Regions from separate parts of the Sus scrofa genome. Here region 1 is linked to region 2. A link is a contact called in public HiChIP or PLAC-seq data. All regions are on one chromosome and are shown on one strand. The core of a region is the stretch at or near the end of the contact, and the rest is flanking DNA. Distances in the headings are between cores, read along the strand shown.

Region 1 (5,513 bases), core at 2,873-5,372, 720 kb before region 2:
ATATGAGAAAGGTATTTTCAGATTTTCCTGTCTACTCCCCTAAAAAAAATTCCAAAGGTAAAATCCCAAGACTTTACCCCCTGAATAATCTGAGATTGCCTATAATCTCTGAGACAAATATTAGCACTGAAACTATGTAGACCATTAGTCATATTGAACTGATGGGCTCTTTCTGTTCATCTCAGAAGGCAACTCAGACACTGCTTTTTAGGATATTCCAAAATGAAGTTTTGTAATCACTCTTTAACATATAAGCATTTAGGATGTGTTCATGAAAAGTATCATCAACAATTTCTGCATTATAGGGCATGTGTCTAATAAGATACATTCATGAGAAACCTCTAACACTACCTCTACTACAGAAAAGGAAGAATGATATGATGATTTACTATTGTTTAAAATTCATTTTGGGGTTATAGTTTTATCCAAAGCTTACCTTGATCATATAGGTGGCAAGGGGAAGGGGCCAAGCATCACAACAAGTGAGTATTCAACTACTGTAACCCACATGGCTTCTCTCTGACCTTTATAAACTCTTCCTGAAAAAGTCAAACTACTTGCTGAGCTGACAGGCAGAGGCATGAAGCCACTGAAATGAGCATTATTTTTATCATATTTTTTGTCATCCAAGATTGGTGAAACTTGTTCTCTAGAGACTTTGATGCATGTACTTACTGTATGAGGAGTCTCATCAGAGTCTACAGAATAAGAGGATATTGGGTAGAACACTGGGGAACTTTTTGTGGTGTCCTCATTACATTTGTGTTCTAAAGAGTAGCCCTATCTTTTGGGAAGACTGCTTCCATTTTTGTGGTCCTAATGGGATTGTTAGTATTTATTTTCCCAGACTACAAGGATGTTCATCTGATACAGACCCAGAAAAATCTAGCACTCCAAACTGCTGGTAATTGTTACCAGTCCATTGGCATGGAACCCAAATATGTTCAATTACACTGTAATCTGAGTTGGGAATCTGCCTTCCAGAAGTGTAAGACACTCTTTTTCCCCTAGAACAAATTACTTGAATAATATGAAGCTGGAATTGCCAATTGTCACTTTCTCTGTCATGTGAATAGAAACTACAAAATTAACTCAAGTGGATCTGTCTCCATTTGAGTTAATTCTCTTTTGGAAAGGAGATTTTGGATAGCAGTGAGACCTTTGTTCCGTTCTTGAGGCTCTTTTTTTTTTTATTCTAAGCTACTCCCACATCCTCCTCAGCTTCATGAATCAGAGCATTTCCTTTCTGTATAAATTTGTTGCATTAGATCCTGCCAATGATAAAAATTTGGCATTTAAAGAATAAGCAGAGGTAGAGGTGTCTACAAAGATAGTGCCATGTACTCCATAGAGTTACATAATTCAACGAAGACATGATGACTGATCATATTCAAGAAGTAACTCCCAGGCTTTTCTTCATACTAGTCATAAAAACCACCTCTGGGAGAATAAAATAATGCAATTGAAAATACATTGACCTCACAGAGAAAGCCCAGGAAGGAGGAGAAGACAAAAGTGAGTATACCCATAAAGGGATACAAAAGAAATCATGAAAGAAGATGACAATAACTTGAGATTTGGATAAAATCAACCAAAATTCATAAGTAACAATGGAAAGTATTTGAATTATAAATGTGTCATACTTTAGGCTACTGCAGTTTTGTTCTATACAAGATCTACTATCAAATAATTATTTTCCTAAAATGAAACTTCCTTCTGAAACACTAGAGCCAGCATTTTGGCAAGAAGTTTGTTTTTTTTTTTAATTATTTTTTTGCTGGTGCTAGAGCCAGCTGATTTTGCCTCCATGCCAGAAATTTTCCTAGCCTTAGGGATACATAATGAGCACATTTCTACTAAAAGGAAACTGAGTTTTCACATTTTAAAAATGAAGATTTCTAATACATAGAAATAAGCTCAGTTAGTGCTGAGATTTCCCAAGAGATCTTAACAATGCATACAATTAAAATATTAAATATTATAATTTTGAGTATATTACAATTACAGGGTTGATCTGGTTTTTTTTATAAGAATTGAAACTCAAAATTTCTGAATTCCAATTACTTTCATCTGAAACAACAGAATAATAAACGCTTTGGGGGGGAAGGGGAGGGGGAGGGGGATGGTAACGAAACACAACAAAACTCTTTTTAACCACCTAGAATTCATAACTGTCCCAAACTTTTTAGATCATCTTGATATATTGTATACAGTTCTCATATTGTGTACACAGTTTTATACAGGGGAGAAAACAAAACAAAGCAAACAACCCCCCCCCAACACACACACAAATAAAACGGTATATCTCCCAGATTCCTTTGTGGCCAGGTTACAGTCATGTACCTATGCCAGCTGACTTCTTGAAATATGGATGTGGGAGGAACAATATGAGGTAGTAGCTGTGTAGGAGAATCATCTTCTGGCACACAGCATAGAAAGGTACTGCTGATTCTGGAGTAGCTCCAAATGCTCACAGAGTGATTGGCTCTCAACAGCAGCTGTTGATGATCCTGGGATGTGGTGGGCATTGTTACTGATGACTTTGTCCTAAGTGTAACATCCCAGCTTGGTTTCTCTAGCCATTTCAGGGTCCATGTGTTATCAAACATCATGACATAAACCACTCTCTGCTTAAATTTGCAAGAGTGAATTCAGCTGATGTGATTAAGGACTAATGGCTTAAGATGTGAAGGGAAAAATTTATATCAGCAGACCTTTATGTACTATAGCAATAGACGATGGTGTTGTTTTTATGAGAATTGTTACAAACCCTTCAAAAATTCTAATCTGTGACATTACTTCACTTTTGTGTGTATGTTTCCTAAAAACAATGAAGCAAAATATGAATAAATTTTATAAAAATGCCAATTACTCTCCTTTCACATAATTGACTATTTATAATAGGTACTTTTGAATTTAAGAATAGGACAAATTTGTCCCCAAAATTTTAAGTACCATGTCTGAAATCATTCCATGAAAAGATGAGCAGGGAATGCCATGAGCAAGGAATGCTTTCAGCTAGCTATGAAAGCAAGAAGGGCGAGAGTGACTCTGACAAGCTCATGCATCTTAAATTCAGCACCACTCTATGCTGCTTCCCAAGAGGATGCCTAAGTAGCACTAGACAATGAAGATATCTGGTAATAGGGTGCATTGATACAGAAACTTTACATGCATGTAAATGAGAACAGTCAAGTCCCAGAGGAATCAGCTAGGAACCAGAACTGTCACTCTTTGTGAAAAGAAAACATGCACACTGTAGCAGTAGTAGCAGCAATAAGACTGCAAATAACGGATTGGGAAACATGATAATTGGATTTTCTGATTCTCAATAAAACATGTTTCAAGAAAATTATATTGATGAGGGAACATATGGGTTTTAAAATTAAAAATAAAATCTAGAAGTGCCTTTTGTTCATATTAAAATGTTAACTTATCTTTCAATATTCAAACTCATTAAACAAATGATTATTGCACCAATTGCCCTGCCCCAAACACATGCCCTGCAGCACACACTCACTTGCATCATAACACAAACACCTCCTATATTGGAAAACTCTTCTCTGTTTTCTTTGCCTGTTTCTAGCTTTGGTTTCTGCTTTCAGAGAGTGAGCCACTGAATGTTTTCCATTTGCAGTGAGAAAGCTCATTGAGATTACATTGGATCTCTGAAGTTAAAGTGCCATCTTGTGCCAAAAGAAAGCATCTCAATAGAGACCATTTTTAACATTAGCAAGACACATGCTCATTTTCATTTAATAGGGATATATCAAAAGCATGCAATGCTCTTAGTATTAAGCCACTTAAACCTGAACACGTTAATAAAAATACATATATGTCTTCATCTCATTTTGTTAACGTCATGTTAAGCTTTATTTTGGGAAGTTTAAATCATGCATTATTCACGCATACTGCTGCATTCTGCCTCTTGTTATTACCTTACTATCAGCCTAAACAGATGCTATAGACTTCATTTCTCACGCAAAAATAAAGATTGTTTAAGACTGATGTACTAGTTCTTTAGTTCTTTCAGGACCAAGGGCAACCCTAGACTCTCTAAATAAACTTGTACTGCCTGTACCAATCATGCTATTTGGAACTGATCCATTCTATTTCAAGAATTCAAATGGCAGCAAGGCTCAAAACATCGTTCCCAGGAGGGAAGGCCAATGCCAGCACATACTATGCTGCCAGTGCACAGTCAGCGATTGCAGGAGTTCTGCACAGTAAACAAAATGGTTTCCTGTATTTAGCCTGACAGCTTTCAAAAGCTGTCTCATGGGACTGGAAAGGGGTTTTATAGTACTCGTCATTCTGACAATTGCACGATGTTAACAACACACAGGATTGCCATTCACTGGGTATTATAAGACTTTAAATTAATAATGTATAAGTGAAAAACATTTTTAAATAAAGAATCTTAATCATATTTTAAAATGTAGTAAGTAATATAAACTATGTAATTATACCATAAACCACAGCCCATCATCTGGAACATATCTCTCTTGTAATCTCAACAATGATGAAAGAAAAACAGTTACTAAAATAGAGACACTAGTTTACAGAGAATGTGAAATCAAGCAGAAATCTAGGAGAGCTGATTCCAGGGTCAGTGATCTGATAGTGTCAGGTAAGACAGACTGGTGTCCAAATATAACCTAAAATACACACAAAGGATCAATTAGATAATTGCTGTTCCTCTTGAAAAAAGGTCTCGGAAAGGATGAACATGTTTAAGACTCTTCCATTTAAAAATATACTGTCTTAGTCTTCCTTTTTCTTATCCAAATGACAGTTAAACTCTTTGAAATAGCATTCTTTTTGTTTATAACACAGCCCTTCTAGGACCATAAAAGGAACCACCAGAAAGAGAAACAAATATATTCTTGAAATTATTCTTAACACTTTTTCTGCACCAAGAAATAAAGTTTTTGATGAATTTCTAATCTGCCTAATTCTTCTCTTCATACTGGAAGTTGTAGGAATTCATGATAACAGTCATATAAGCTATTGCTAGTATTAATTTCTGTGAAATATAGTAATGATATGGTATCTAATTTTATCCTTTTGTTTAAAGCTTTATCAGGTAGTTTCAGTTTTATAATTAATTCTTTTATTGAGCATTTATTATATGTCTACCATTCAAAGGAGTATTAAAAAAAATCTTATTCAGTCCTCACAATTGCAAAGACACATAATGATAAAACCTAAGAGCTTACCAAAGTTAAAAAGCTAATCAGAGTTGGCTAAATCCATTGAAACCACACTGTCAACCCAACTTTCAACAACTCTGACAAATTAACAAAAAATGATATGCTCTTTTTTTTAATAAAAAATATTACTTCAATTAAAAGCATTGCAGCATTTCAATATACAGGTTATGTTTAGATGACTTGTGTATAGTTTAACTTATAGAATATAAATGCTCACGGTGGTTTTGTTCAGGTTCCTTCTAACAATTAAATGAAATGCTATGTTAGGTTCTTCTGCTAAATATCTCAGACTATGTACTT
Region 2 (5,004 bases), core at 1,842-4,341:
CTGTCTTGTAAACCCTGAAGATTTAGGAAGTGCCAGGGTATATGAAACTATTCGCAGACCTCTAGAATGTTAGAGCTGGAAGTGACCTTGGAAGATCACTATTTCTGTTTTTTCATTCTCCAGACAAAAAAATATTTAGTCATGCTCCCTCTCTCTTCACCTGTGACATGAAATCTTTAACCTTGTAGCAGCAAGTTTTGGCCTCCAGGGTATCTGTAATGTATTTGTCTATATGCAGCATGTTATTGGTATCATCTACACATCTTTCCTCCCTCATTCGACCCACTCTCCCTCACACATACAAACACCACACTTACATACACCACACACACACACATATACACAGTTACATATATACACAGAGAGACATACACACACAAATATCATACATGCATGCACAAACACGAGACTTACACATCACACTCCACATACATACATACATACACAGTTACATACACACAGGGCGAACCATTATTTGAAATTTTTTGAAGGGAGTGATTATTCTCTTCACAGATGTGATTCCAAACCTATCAGGAACTCAATAGAACTTGATTGAATAAAATTACGGAATTCTCAAGTGAATCCCATGTTTTGAATTCATGGCAGTCTTAGTGCTTCTTCTAAATTTTCCTTGAGCCCTTGATTCTGTCTCTGCCCACACAATAATTTTTGTGGGGCAGCTCTTGTGGTGGGGCCTGGATTGAGAAATCTGGTGGGCATTCTCCCTCTGGGTCTGCCTGGTGGCATCTGCAGGGCCACACTGCCACCTGCTGTGGGCATCTTCAAAGTAACTGAAGGAAAAGCTGCCAAATACTGTGGGATGCCTTTGTTCTTCAAAACACAAGTCAAACTGCAATTAATCAACATTTATTAAAATTAATTCTAACACGTTCATTAACTTTTAAGGGAATTACAAGGCACACAGCATTATTGGATGTCTACATGAAGTGTTCTTTTCAGGAGAGAGAACAACATTAATAGGATGGGAGGCACCGAATATGGGGGCCTCAGAGCTCAAGCACTTGGTGGCTTATCCAGAATATTATTACACTGCCCTTTAATCAGATCTTTAGAAAACTTAGACTGAAACCTTCACATTAGCTGCCAAATGTGCTTATCCTGCCACAGTCTGCAAATACGTGCTGTCCCACCTTTCCCAGAAATGATATTCTGACCAAGACACGTTTAAGTGTTCTGAGATGTCATTTTAAAATGTGTCCTCAAAAGTTCCCATTGTGGCTCAGTGGGTTAAGAACCCGACATAGTGTCCTGAGGATGTGGGTCCCATCCCTGGACTGCTCAGAGAGTTAAGGATCTATCATTGCCGCAAGTTGAGGTGTAGGTAGAACATAGATTCGGCTCAGATCTGTTTTGGCTGTGGCTGTGGCATAGGCCAGTGGCTATGGCACCGATTTGACCCATAGCTAGGAATTTCCATATGCCTCGAGTGCCACCATAAAAAGAAAAGAAAAAAAACTGTCCTCAAAGAACATGACCTCAGAGTAGTGGTGAGTTATGACTTTATACCACCTTAACCTTATCTGTTGAAAAAATAGATAAATATGTATTTGAACTTCCTATAGGAGTTAGTCCACATAGTATTCTCAATGCATTTTTTAAAAAAGAACCAAACTTCAGACTTGGCTCTCCTACATATGGAATTCTATTTTTGTAGGCTCACAGAGAGTATTTTATTTCTCTTTATACTGGGAAGTAAAATATTCAAAGATCTGAACATAAAAGAATAAGCGGTTAGGGGTGGACAGGGCAGGAATAGGAAGAGTGAACGAGGTGGATGTTTCATTGGTCTGGGTTTTTGATTTTGGAGGCTGCAAGTCTCAGAAGTTATACAACAGCTCCACTCTAGGGCCTTTGGTGGAATAACACTCCAAGCTTTCCCAGCCCTATTTCCCCCTAGGTGTAATCCAAGACAATTATGCAAAGGGTTAACCTGGCACAAATTATAGTGGTATTTTAGTAGTAGCCTATTTATTTTATATTTTAAGGTATTAAATGTTTAAAATAATTATGCTGAGATGTCAAACAAAAGGTACTGACTAATCTAGATGGCTTGAGTCAGCTATTCACTACATGCTCTTCTAGGGCAAGTAACCTCCCTGGGTCTCACTTTCCCATCTCTATAATGGGTGGGTTGGTCTATAAATTTACACATGTCGCTACAGTAGTCAATAGTCACAAATGGTTATTTAAATTCAAATTTAGATGAATTAAAGTTGAATAAAATTTAAAATTCAGTTCCTTAGTGATATTAGCCTTATTTCAAATGCTCAATAGCCACATGGGGCTGGTGGATACTAAACTGAACAGAGCAGACAGAGAACATGTGCATCACAGCAGAAAGTCCTTATGGGCAGCGTAGGCATAGCTAATTTTTAGGTCACCTCTCACATTGAGAAACTACATGCTTCTAGCAAAAAAAAAAAAAAAAAAAAAAAAGTTTTTGAGACCAATTTGATCAGGGTGAACCATGCAAAGAACAACTTGAAAATCCAAATGGAAGAAGAAAGGAAAAGAAGAAAATGAGATCCAGGTTCTAGGCTTCATGCCACATTCACTGCTGCTATCTGATAAGCCAATCCTGTTTTCATTCCAGTCTTCAAACCAACTCATCTGCAAAATGAGGAGAAATCAAGAGCCTGCATCCATCATCAGCATTCTAAGCAAGGGGGAATCTAATGTGCAGCATAAATTTTCAGTGGTGACAGCTCAGGAAAGAATCTGCTGACAATCTTGTGTTCACTCGAGGAGTACAGCCCACGCAGCAGGCTGCCTGGTTGTCTTAAGGACACTGAGGTGATTTTCCACCATTGCACATTGAAGGGACTTCCTAATAAATCAGTCATGAGCTGGCTATTACAACAACTCTGGCATAGCCTGGCCCACCAAAGTGGACCTTGGCCACACTCCAGAAAGCAGTGTGCTTGGAATCAACAGCAGGAAACAGAGGTCTTGCTAATGGCACGTGCCTGTGGTGTCTGGAGCCACAACAAGAACCTGGGCTGCATGCAGCCACACCATAAATCCACCTAGCTAGTCCTGAAGCCACACACACACACATAGCCACACCTGGTCCAGGCTCCTATCAGCTCAGATCTCTGCCAAGGATCTGGCCAACAAGCAAAGCTACTACTGTACTCAGCTTTCCCTTTTCTAAGAGCAGGAAGTAGGGTGAAGGGGGAAACTGTGGCATTGTGAAAATCTGGGGCTTTGTCCTAAGCATTCAGTACCTGAAGGAGCCTCATGCAGATGTCTGGATCATTCATTCTTTGCTCCCTGTTGAAAGGCCATCAGGGCCCCATACTCTGAGTGTGGTGATGGCCTCTTAAGAGGCTGGGATAAAGTCACTATCATTGTAGCTTCCCCACGTACAGTCAAGCCAGCATCTGGAAGGTTAGGGAGAATGTGCAACACTGAAGTGGTGTTGTCCCCCCTCAGAAAATCCTCCTTTCTGGAATGAAGCCAGGCTAGATACACTGTTCCACTGCCATTCAGCCCTCCTGGATCTAACCAGTGAGAATGGGGCCAGCAGGAGGCGGAAGTGAGTGAGGCAGGCTGTTGAGTGGAGCAGTGCAGGAGGCCAGAAGGCAAGCTCCAAGGAGCCCTGAGCCACAACCTCAGCAACACTGGGTAGAATAACCGAGGAGCATCGTTCAGGGCAGCTGAGAGAAGCTCTTTCTGAGCCAAGGCAGCTGGCCAGCTGTGTCACCCATATGAGGCAGAAGGCAGAAGTGGCCAAGCTCTGTGCAGAACAGCTGCTCTATGGGGGCCCCTGTGCTAGGTGGGGTGTGCCCATCACTCCCCACAGACACCCAGATATAGCCATGAGCTAGCAAGTTTATCAGCATTGTTTCCAGCACAAAAGACAATAGTAGCTATTCAGATCTTTAAAAATCCTTCCCTTCTGACTAGTGCAGCTGAAAATAACAAACTGCCGAATAGGACACCAAGTTCTTCTGAGGTTTGGTGCTTAGCATTTACATTACTGGCTATTCCAAATCCTCCCCATGGTGAAAGATGACAAGAATACCCCGCTGCCTGCAAAAGGGATGTGGAAAGAAGAAAATTGCAATGAAAAAAAGTATATAAATGAATTTGGGCAGGCTGTGAATGTGAGCTGGGCTAGGGAGGGGCTGAATGTGTTCACTGGGGCCAGAGATCAAGCTCTGGGAACTCCTGTTTCCACTGTGCTTTGTCCATGGCATTTTCCTGGCCCCGTGAAGAGGAGACATGTGCATAGGACTAGGATAGATACAAACACAGCCTGGGGAGCAGATTTGGAAGCAAAGCCTACCCAGAGCATTTTTCATATTCAGTCATCAGGGACTCGGGTTATTTTGTTCTCAAAAAAAATAAAAAATAAAAAATAAGTGAAGCTGGGAGAATGCAAATTCACATTCAAAAACACATGAAAAAATTGTGCACCCTCCTAAAGACAAGAATTATGCCCTCCCTCAGTTGCAATGTGAGCCTGGGGACTAAAGCAGTGTAAGTCATGGCCAAGAATAAAGAGATAAAGGACTAACGACCTCATTTGTCTTAGACACAGGGGAATTCCCCTACCCTACCACGCCTCAGTCTCAATATATGTGGGCAAACCAGAGATCACATGGCTGGAAGTTCATAAAAATAGCCTTTGCTCATGGCTCTGTTTTCTAATTCAGTGAGGAGATAACACAAGGATGTTTCCAAAGGCTTCATCACTCCATTGTAAAACTGGTTTTGACAAAAAATTCTCCTGCAACCCACTAGATCACTGAACTCTGTGGGATGAAAACAGAGCAGATAAACATTGATTTTACATAGTCTTGGACCACTTGCTTTGGCTGTTCTTTTTGGTTACCATGGCCATAGTATAATTTCTTTCCACAATTCTTGTCTGCTTTTCTTTTCAAAAACCCTAACATAACATTAGAAAATATGCCCCAATATTGTTCTGTTCAAGGAAAGCACAAGTCAGTCTTATACCATGATAAGTACCTGTTG

The links. HiChIP or PLAC-seq counts read pairs in DNA pulled down with a chosen protein or histone mark.
Region 1: an H3K27ac HiChIP or PLAC-seq map of skeletal muscle shows a contact between it and region 2, with 7 times the contacts expected there. The contact joins two enhancer-like sites. A contact is called at or near these places in 1 of 47 Hi-C or Micro-C datasets (epiblast stem cells) and 1 of 2 datasets of contacts at active chromatin or transcription factors (skeletal muscle).

Annotation. Positions count from the first base shown.
Region 1 is chr13:101,973,455-101,978,967 of Sscrofa11.1, reverse strand. No RefSeq gene overlaps it. Among named protein-coding and RNA genes, the nearest start is that of OTOL1, 840 kb to the right of the region's middle. Within about 2 kb of position 4,122, at least 5 of the 83 cell types and tissues checked have an H3K27ac peak or open chromatin away from gene starts, as enhancers often do. A contact at or near this core is called in skeletal muscle, where this site is marked.
Region 2 is chr13:101,250,733-101,255,736 of Sscrofa11.1, reverse strand. No RefSeq gene overlaps it. Among named protein-coding and RNA genes, the nearest start is that of OTOL1, 110 kb to the right of the region's middle. Within about 2 kb of position 3,091, at least 9 of the 83 cell types and tissues checked have an H3K27ac peak or open chromatin away from gene starts, as enhancers often do. A contact at or near this core is called in skeletal muscle, where this site is marked.